Linked DNA regions of Hordeum vulgare: region 1 is linked to region 2. Evidence: chromatin contacts called from public Hi-C data. All regions are on one chromosome and are shown on one strand. Each heading gives the region's core, a stretch centred on a gene start, on an enhancer-like site or on the middle of the called end of the contact. The rest is flanking DNA. Distances are from core to core; before and after follow the strand shown.

Evidence for each region. A called contact is a pair of places that touch in the nucleus more often than the background predicts.
Region 1: a Hi-C map of leaf shows a contact between it and region 2, with 4 times the contacts expected there. The contact joins the promoter of LOC123424638 here to the promoter of LOC123429405 in region 2. A contact is called at or near these places in 3 of 6 Hi-C or Micro-C datasets (leaf and seedling).

Annotation. Positions count from the first base shown.
Region 1 is chr2H:30,731,687-30,736,306 of MorexV3_pseudomolecules_assembly, reverse strand. LOC123424638 (BRCT domain-containing protein At4g02110-like) reads right to left here and starts at 3,178. Exons shown (of 9, transcript XM_045108274.1): 1 at 3,093-3,178; 2 at 2,888-2,992; 3 at 2,582-2,683; 4 at 1,837-1,921; 5 at 1,682-1,748; 6 at 1,546-1,590; 7 at 1-1,380. The coding sequence starts at 3,173.
Region 2 is chr2H:30,470,025-30,474,681 of MorexV3_pseudomolecules_assembly, reverse strand. It overlaps LOC123429405, which reads right to left and starts at 2,856. Exons shown (of 2, transcript XM_045113447.1): 1 at 2,418-2,856; 2 at 2,057-2,319. The coding sequence starts at 2,686. The coding sequence ends at 2,444. TRNAA-AGC (a tRNA gene) reads left to right here and starts at 1,330; the gene lies at 1,330-1,402.

The DNA.
Region 1 (4,620 bases), core at 1,929-4,428, 260 kb before region 2:
TGTGCCAGTTTCTTTGCTTTAGCCGGTAACTCTACCTTCGCCTCATTATCAATAATTTCAGGAAGTTTTTCTGCTTCAGAAGACCTTGCAAGCTTCAAAGAAGTCCTCCTATAGGGCAACAGCTTCTTTCCAGAAGAGTCAGACTTCTGCCTCTCCGTAAGATTCACAATAACATCACTGTTTACTTTACCATTAGGTTTAATGGGTCGAGATCCAGTGGAATTTTCCCCCAGATCAGAAACTGTTGCTGCGTCAGATGTGATTCCCCTGCTTGAGAAAGGACTATTTGCAGTTCCAATTGCTAAGTCTGTGCCACCATTTAGCAGTTTTGGACTGGCTGAAGAAAGCCTGCCCTTCGTTTGAGCAAGTACAGAGTCCGGTCTGTTCACATGTTTTATGGCTTCGTCTCTCAGGCTTTTGGTATCAGCAAGCTCGCTAATTTTATCATTGCTCTTCATTGATGCAGAGATGTTAAACTCAACATTTGGTGTATTTATCTCCAAATTTTGGGGAGATGCTGTTTGGTTAACCAAATTTAAATTAGTTCCCGGTGAAACTGACTTCCGAGTACGCTTTCTGGAGTAGCTTAAGATCGGTGTAGTCTTCGATGCCGAATTGCCTGGTGATACCAAATTAGCCTTAAGCAAGGCTGCATTTCCTTTTATGTTTGCTTGACCAACTTTGGCAGCAAGATCAGCTACAGGTCCATCATCCTTATGATCGACGTTTCCACTCAGACGTGACGAGTGCAATGCTTTCTTCAAGAGACTCTCTGCAGAAGATGTTAGTAAACTAACATTGTTGCCAGTGAACTGACAGGGATTGTCCAAATATTTTCCATCAATGTTGTGTTTGTTGACTGCTGGAATAGGAGATACCATAGTTGCTTGATGTAGAAGATGATCAGCACAATCTGTGAGCCCATTTGTGTTGAGAATAGAAGCGGCAAGTGGCCTTTTATCACCATCTTTGATTTCATCTCTGGTCTTGTGATCTCCAGGAGCCTCTTCATTGCTACTGGAGTTAATAGGAGGATGGATAGAATCGTGTGCCTCAAGATCAGCAGAATTTGTCACACCATTTGTGTTATGAGTGCTTTGTATGTCAGCTCTAACATCAAGGGGCCTTATGCATAGATCTTCACTGCCCTGTTCTGGAGTGCCCAGGTGTCTTCCTGCAGTAATCTCGGTATTGCCAGGGGAGACAGTAAGACCATGAACAGATGAGGGGACATCAGGATCAACATGAGTTCCCATTCTGATCCCTGTAACAGACACACTTCCGGCAATGCTTCTGCTATGAGATAAACCTCTGCCAGCATCTTCTGCTTCATCTTCGGAGTCCTGAACTTGTACCTCCATCGTCTCTTGTTCCCATCCACTGCATAAATAAGTGACCAAATCACTTGATTCAGTACCCATGAAGTGCATGATATACATTGCATATTCTTATGAGAAAATTAACAAGACATATAAACCCGATGGCTAAAATGAAAGGGTGGGAAATATCAAAGATAATAGCAAGTTGGTTTGCTTCTACACTTACCTTCTGTTATAATTTTCAGTTGGAAGAATTTCCCAGGCCTTTAAGCTGCAGTAAAATCATATCCGGTGTTTCAGCAGAAATAACCATGACATGACACGATAACTTATTTACAAGACTGGTTAGTAAATAAACATACCAATCTTCCAACCATTGGTGATTAACAAGATTGATATTCACCATTTTAGCAAGTTCATACTTCTCACCTGATAGAAATAGGGGTGAGAAAAACTGAGAGTGAACACTAACTGAAAAAGTGTAAACTGTATGGAAATTACGAAGAAAACAACATACCTTCAAATTTGTAGCAAATTAGATGGGTGATTTTGTGTGCTATCAAAGGCTTGGAAAACTGTGCTCCCATTAAAGTAACCATTTTCTATATTCAGTAGTGAAATAAATGGTCAGAAATATTTTTCCTCAAACACACATCGTTGTATGTTAGAAGACTAACACCTAAGAGGGCGTTAAGTACAAAACAAACCAGATGGTGCAAAAGCTCCAAACCAAACAGCAATAGCCAAACTAAACTAACATAGCTAAAAACTGACAAATAAAACTAAGCTGCCTAAGCAGCTACAGCTTTGGGATGAGAACTCCAAAAATAAAATGAAGCGTTCAAACCCAAGTGTGAGAAACTACAAGTCCCTACAAGAAAAGAGCTGAAAATTTGTTAACTGCTACAGGTGGATCTATGTCAGTAGCATTCTGAATCTTGGCTATGCAGAAGAAATGTTGGTTTCTAACATGTTTGGTATCCGTAAACTGATTCAGCAGTTTAAGTGTATATAATTAACTCCAAACTTGGCACAACAACAAAAAACAATTTGCTAGAATCAAAGGCATGACTATAAGCTATCCAAACAAGGGACCAAAACTTAACCACCAAGTATCTTCAATCCATCCACTGAAGGAAATCATAACTGTCCTGATCAATAACAAAATGATACTGACCAGATACTCTATGTTATTGGCTTTATGAATTAACAATCATAGACCTCTAGGCTTGGAGGTATAAAGGTAAAAGCAGCAGTATTACCATTATGTCTTCACGCCCATTCTTTTGGTACCCTGTCAGGCAAATGTTAAGCGATTCACTGCCCGGTATACCATCCAGATCTCTCAATGGCTTGTATAGTACCTATCAAATCAAACGAAGTTCAAGTCACCAACTAACCACTCGCAGAAATAAGATCATTTCATAGGGGACAAACCAAAGGGTCCTCTCTTAAGACAACTGTTTGGGGAACTTATTCAAAAGGCATGGTTTACACTGTACTGTCCATAAAGAACAAATGTACCGGATTAATTGCAGTAGAGATGCAAGTACGATAGCGGAACTGACCCGGTCGGTATCGGCGACCGCTCCGGCGTCCAGGCTATCGTCCACCCACAGCTCAGTTACGACCTTCTTCCCGCCCTCCCGCGCCGCCACGCAAACTGGATCGTCCTACACAGATTTCAGTTCAAGCAGAGACACCACTGAACTAAGTCACGCGAGAAACGCCCCCAACGAAACCCCCGGAGGAGCAGGGGAAGCGGGAACTCACGTATACGAGGCCGAAGACGACCACGTGGGTGCACCCCGCCGCGGCGTGCCCGCCGGCGTCGGCGCCGCCGCGCCGCACCATCTCCGACCGATACTGCCAGACGCGGAGACATCACACGGTGAGAACTGGGCCGAATCGGGCCTAGCCAGCGCGGAACCGAGATGAAAAAGGTGGGTCGTGGGAGTGGGAACCGCGTCGAGGCGGGCGGGCGCACCTGGGACTCGGAGGCGGGGTCGAAGCCGACGAGCGCGAAGCGCACGCCCGCGAAGAGGCGCTCGTCGCCGTCGTGCGGGCGCATGGATGGGACAGGGTCCGGGGCGGGGGTAGGGTTAGAGGATTTGGGATTGGTCCGTTGGTCGGCGCGCGAGGCTGGTTGGAATGGGGGGGGAGGGGGTGGATTTTGTTGCGTTTGGTCCGGGAGCGGAGGGAAAGTTGGAGATTGTAAAATTTGTAATTTGGTTTTCCGCCGGGGACGCGCGGTTCCCAAACGGAATGGGTCAAAGCAAACCTGGCCAAACGGGCCGGCAAGGGCCGGTCCAGGTTAAACAGGCCGAGCACGGTACGGCCCGACCAACGAAATCACTGGTTAGCGAGTATACCTTTCAACGATTATTTTCATCTTTTATAGGTTGTGACAAGTGACGTACTGCATGCGTGTTATTTGTCATAACCAAAAAGTTTTCCCTTTTTCGTAGATTCGTTTTTTAAAAATGTTTAATCTCCTAAACCGTGCGTCCAAATCTCGAACCGTTTTCACTGTTGGCTTTCTCGCTTCGAGATCTTCAAAACTAGATCCCATGTTGATAGGGTTTAACGAAGAAAAAAAAAATCACAAAAAACACCAAACGAAAAAACCATGCCTCACGCGATAGAAAAAAACAAAAAACATGTTTTTCCCCTTTCCGTAATGGGCCGGCCAGTGTAGAGATTCTTCATGAAATTTTTTGAAATCTGTGAACTTTTTTGAAAATAAATGATTTTTTTCTGTAAATTCGTGAACAATTTCTGAAAATTAATGGTAATTTAAAATTCATGAACTTTTTTCAAAATCACTTAAATGATCTTAAATATTTTATGAACTTTTTTCAAAATTCATGATTTTTTTTGAATTTTGTGAACTTTTTTTAAAATCCATGAACAAATTTCAAAAATTGGTGATGTACTTTTTTTGCAAATTTGAACTTTTTAAAAATTTGTGAACCTTTTAAATTTTTAATAACCAACGGATTTTTACATGGGCCGCCCATGAAGAGGAGCCCTGCAGGCGCCGGTTTTCCTAACCGGCGCTAAAGGCGCCGAATAGGAGCACCACTTCGCACAGACCAATCAGCAACGCAACAGGCCGGCCCGTTTAAGCATTCCAATGCTTCGATTTTGAGAACCTTCTAGAGGTTTTTCAGCCGGTTTTTTCTGGTTTTAAAAAACTTCTAGGCACCTTGAACCGGTTATTCAGTTTTCATTTGGTCTTTCTTTTTTTCGTTTTTCTATTTATTTTTTCTTTCTTTTTTCTTTTCTCTCTTGTTTTCTC
Region 2 (4,657 bases), core at 1,607-4,106:
AAAATTAACCGTGAACACCGATCGGTTTTTGTACTCACGTCAAATTTGATAAATATAAATAGTACTCCCTCCGTCTCAAAATAAATGATTTAAAAATGACTCAATTTTATATTATAATTAGTACAAATTTAAGTCATTTGAGTCACTTATTTTAAAACGAAGGAAGTATTTTTGAAGTTGTTATGCATGTCCGTAGCCTCTCCAAATATTTTCAACAACCGTTTCAGGGAGGAGACCTCGGTGGACGTCAAGTCGATGAAGATCACAACATCATTGGCTGCCGATGGGCTTGAACATACACGCATTGATGACAGCGGATATGAGCGCAATGAGGCACTCCATGACGAATATGAATAACATGGGTGATAAAGGATCATCCCACATGATCAGTCTGTTTTTCAAAATAACAGTTATCTTGCATTCATTAAGAAGAAAAGGTTGCTCAGTCAATTAAGGAAAACCAAACGGAAACCAGATTGCTTAGTTAATTATAAAAAAAGGGCAAAATTGTTACAACCGTCACACAACAAAAAATGTCCATGCGCACCACTCCAAAGAAGGCCTCGGCGAGACAGCACACACGCGTCGTCGTCATCACTCCTCCTCTAGAGGCGTCATCGTCATCCCTACACTATGAGCAAACGACCCGACTCCGCCACAGACGATCGTTGACTCAACCCGCACTGTAGCGGACACGTAAAGCTGCATGAAGATATATGCCAAAACCTCAACCACCTGCGGCCAGGCGACGCAACTCTGACTCTGACGAAGAACTCTGTAAGACAAAATCAGGAACGACCGACACCACGGGAGATCACCAGACGGGCTATCTACAGCCAGTCATCGTATACTACAGGGCACCGTCGCCGCAGCTTCGACTCCATAGCAACAAACAAACCGAGACAAAACCATGAACATATCAAAGAAGAGCCGACTACCGCAACCATTGTCACGTGGACCCGATCAGTCTTGGCATGTGTCATTTGAAGTACTTTGATGTGACATCTAGTTTTTTTATGGTGGAGCTTTGCCATTTGCATCTATTTTAATTCTTTAACTTGTTGGTAATAACTTGTAAAATTGGTCATTCTCTGTAAATAATACTTCCTCCGTTCCAAAATAAGTGACCTGACTTTATATTAATTTTATGTTAAAACTAGTACAAAGTTGAGTCACTTATTTAAAGATAGAGGGAGTGCAAATGATTCCTAGAACCAATCATATAGGAGTACCGTTTTGCCTTCTTGTCGACCTCGGAATAGTTGGGGGTTCAACAACATTCCATGAAGCCAAAGTTAAATTATAGAAGAGAAATTGCATACTCAACAAGGGGATGTAGCTCAGATGGTAGAGCGCTCGCTTAGCATGCGAGAGGTATGGGGATCGATACCCCACTTCTCCAACATACCTTTTTTTTTCTTTTTGCTTTGCCACGTCAAAGGACGATGCAATTACTTTTGTCGCGTCCGTAGGCCGTCCGCTGCCTGAAACAGACGCCAAAAATGGCTGATTATGGGCTCTGGTCTCTGACGGCAATGGGCTGGTGAGCCAGGCCCGGGTAGACAACCTGCTGGGCGCGTTGACTGGGACCAGCGGAGGACGACGTGGCAGGGCGACCAGCGCCATGTGCCACAGGGTCGAACTAGAGAAATCTGAAGTTCTTCTTCTTTTTCTAGTTTTTCTAGCTTTTCTGAGTACCGTTCTGCCTTACGGCCGACCTTGCTCATGTCCCGTGATTCTGGAGCGTGTGCCGTTGGATGGGATCCATCCTCATTCGTGTGCCCGTTGCATTGATTTCCCTCGCGCGTGTTCTCGGTCATTGCACGATGGATTCAGTTGGTGATTAATCTGTTTTCCAAAGCACTCAGGTCTGAGGGCATCAAACGGAGGCAAACTGTAGCATACTCCTTTATAAAGGAAGGAATCGCACGAGCAGGTGATCTGAAACTGAAGCAGAAAGGAATCGCGCGCACGAGCAGATTATCTGAAACTGAAGCAGAAAGGAATCGCGCGCACGAGCAGATTATCTGAAACTGAAGCAGAAAGGAATCGCGTGTGATGCCGGCCAACTTTGCTTGATACCCCGGAAACAAACATTCTCCCGCTCTCGACAACAGAAAAACTAGAAGAAGAAGAAGAAGAAGAAAAGGACCCATGCATGATGATCTCTCTCTTACAGACTTACACTACTGACTAATCTACTCGCAAGGAATGGTCGATGACTCCGTCCGTCTCTTGGCTGCATCCCTCGCGCATCCGTCGTGACCACCACCGTCCACCCATCGTCCGTCTCCGGCTAACAAGGGCGCACCTGCAAGACTGATCCGGCGAGCGAGAAATCCATGAGACCAGCCGGCGTGGACGAAGAAACAGCAGGCAGGCAGGGAGGGAGGCAGGGGGAGAAGAAGAAGCTGTACCAGGAAGAAGGAAGGAGATGGCCGGGCTAGCGGTGGACGATGTGGGAGCACTTGGCCTTGATCCAGCGGAGGCCCCTGCGGAGGGACGCCTTCACCTTGCCCTCCACGGCGTAGGCCTTGTAGCCGGCCACCCTCCCCCGCCGCTTCATCTCCGCCTGGTCCCCCACGAACCACGCCACCGACGACGCCGACGCCGCCCACCGCGCCCCCGCCACCTTCCGCTCCACCGCCCCGTACTCGCCGGCGTAGGGCCGGTACGTCGGCGCCATCTATCCCTCACTAGGCTGGAGGAGCGCGCGCGGGGGAGAGGGAGGTACAGGCAGGGGCACGGCACGACGACAATGAAGGGCAGCTAGCTGCTGCAGCGCAAGGCAGAGGGCCGTTGCTGTGCGTGATATGAAGAGGCCGCAGCGACCCAACTGGCGGCCAGCGGCATCCTATGCTCGGGACCTCGGCTCATATGGCGCTTGCCGTCGCCTCCACGGCCGTCCGATCGGGAATCTGATGCCTCGGAAACGCCGCTCCACAGGCCACGCCGGATAGATAGTCGCATTGTATACCTTTCCGCGTCACATGCCCTCTTCTCTCTCTCTCAAAGTCCTCCACACGACTGTCCCTTTCGTCACCTCGAGACAAGCAATGTGTCCGTTTCACCAATTCCATACATACCATATAATATAATACAGTAATATTTTACAGGTCTAGTATTTAAAAAAATTGTTAGCAGATCGATGTTCAACTTGTGCTCGTCGACGGACACGAACGGAACGGGGATGGAGGAGGCTGGATGACGAGCAATGGCGTGTGCTCCGTGACTGGAACCACACCATGATGCGGCGCGTAGTGGAGCCGAAAGCACCGAGACCGGAGATATCTTTCCTCTCCGAGGACGACAAGCAGCCGTGGCTGCATATCCGCTGTGTACACATACCTTGCTTCATACAAGAAGCACTAGGGATTAGGGTGCTAGCTGCTTTACTGTCTACAAAAAAGAATGTATATTTTTTTCTCTTCTTTTGTGCAAGGATTTTGCTGCTTTATCCCTTTCCGACGCCGCCGGGCTAGCTTGGGATGCCAGTCGCAAACCCCCTCTGCTGCAACTGGGTCGTGGGTGATTGAGCAAAAATATGTCTCCAGCGATTTTCCAGCCGCTCCGAACAGAAGATTGAGATTGTCTCCAGCGATTTTCCAGCCGCTCACCGACATACAAGGCCGGCGGTTGATTTTCAAAAAAGAAGGAAAGCAGAAGTTTCAGGGGAAAAAAACAGGGTGGGTGATTGACATGGAAAATATGTCCATTTGGCAGGCAATGAATGAGCGATGCTACTGGTCTGGATGCCAGTAAGTTTTGCATGCAGATCTTGCAGGAACAATTCAAGGAGTGTTACTTAAACCCCAGAATGGCGTTTCGGCACCCGGAAGCCATGAAAGCCAAAAAAAATAAAAAAATCCAAAATCCAAAAAAAATGATTTCAAAAACTCTGAAAAACATTTGCACAAATAAACAAATGTGCGACTCGTGTGTAAAATTCCAGACCAAAATACTTTGAGACGTGTCCTGTATAAAAAAGACAAATTCATGATCTGAAAAGATGAATAATGGTATGTGTTAAAAAGCTTTAGATTTGTCTTTTCTACATAGCCCTCATTTCAACGTATTTAGTTTTGAAAATTTACACACTTATCTATTATACCATCATCTATTTATGTATTTTTAAAAAAAATTGAAATATTATACCATGCATTTTCATGAAATTTGAAGTTTGAATTTGAAAGCCTCCATGGACCACCAGAGTCCGTGACTGGAACCTCACCATGACAGAAAAATGCACGAATATGCCACTGATGACAGAAGATTGAGATTGTCTCCAACGATTTTCCAGCCGCTCACCGACATACATGGCTGGCGATTGAGTTTCAAAAAAGAAGGAAAGCAGAAGTTTCAAGAAAAAAAAACAGGGTGGTTGATTGACATGGAAAATCTGTCCATTTGGCAGGCAATGAATGAGCGATGCTGCTGGATGCCAGTAAATTTTTGCATGCAGATCTTGCAGGAACAATTCAAGGAGTATTAAACCCACTCCATCGTTCCACATATTTTTTATAATTTTTTTGCACACATGCCAACTGCAAATCTGTCAGCTCTTTAGCAAGCTGGGGACTACGAAGATGGGTTAATCTGACCGAAAAGGTAACAACAGTGCGATCGACAGTGAAATAAAGAAGATCTTAACATAATT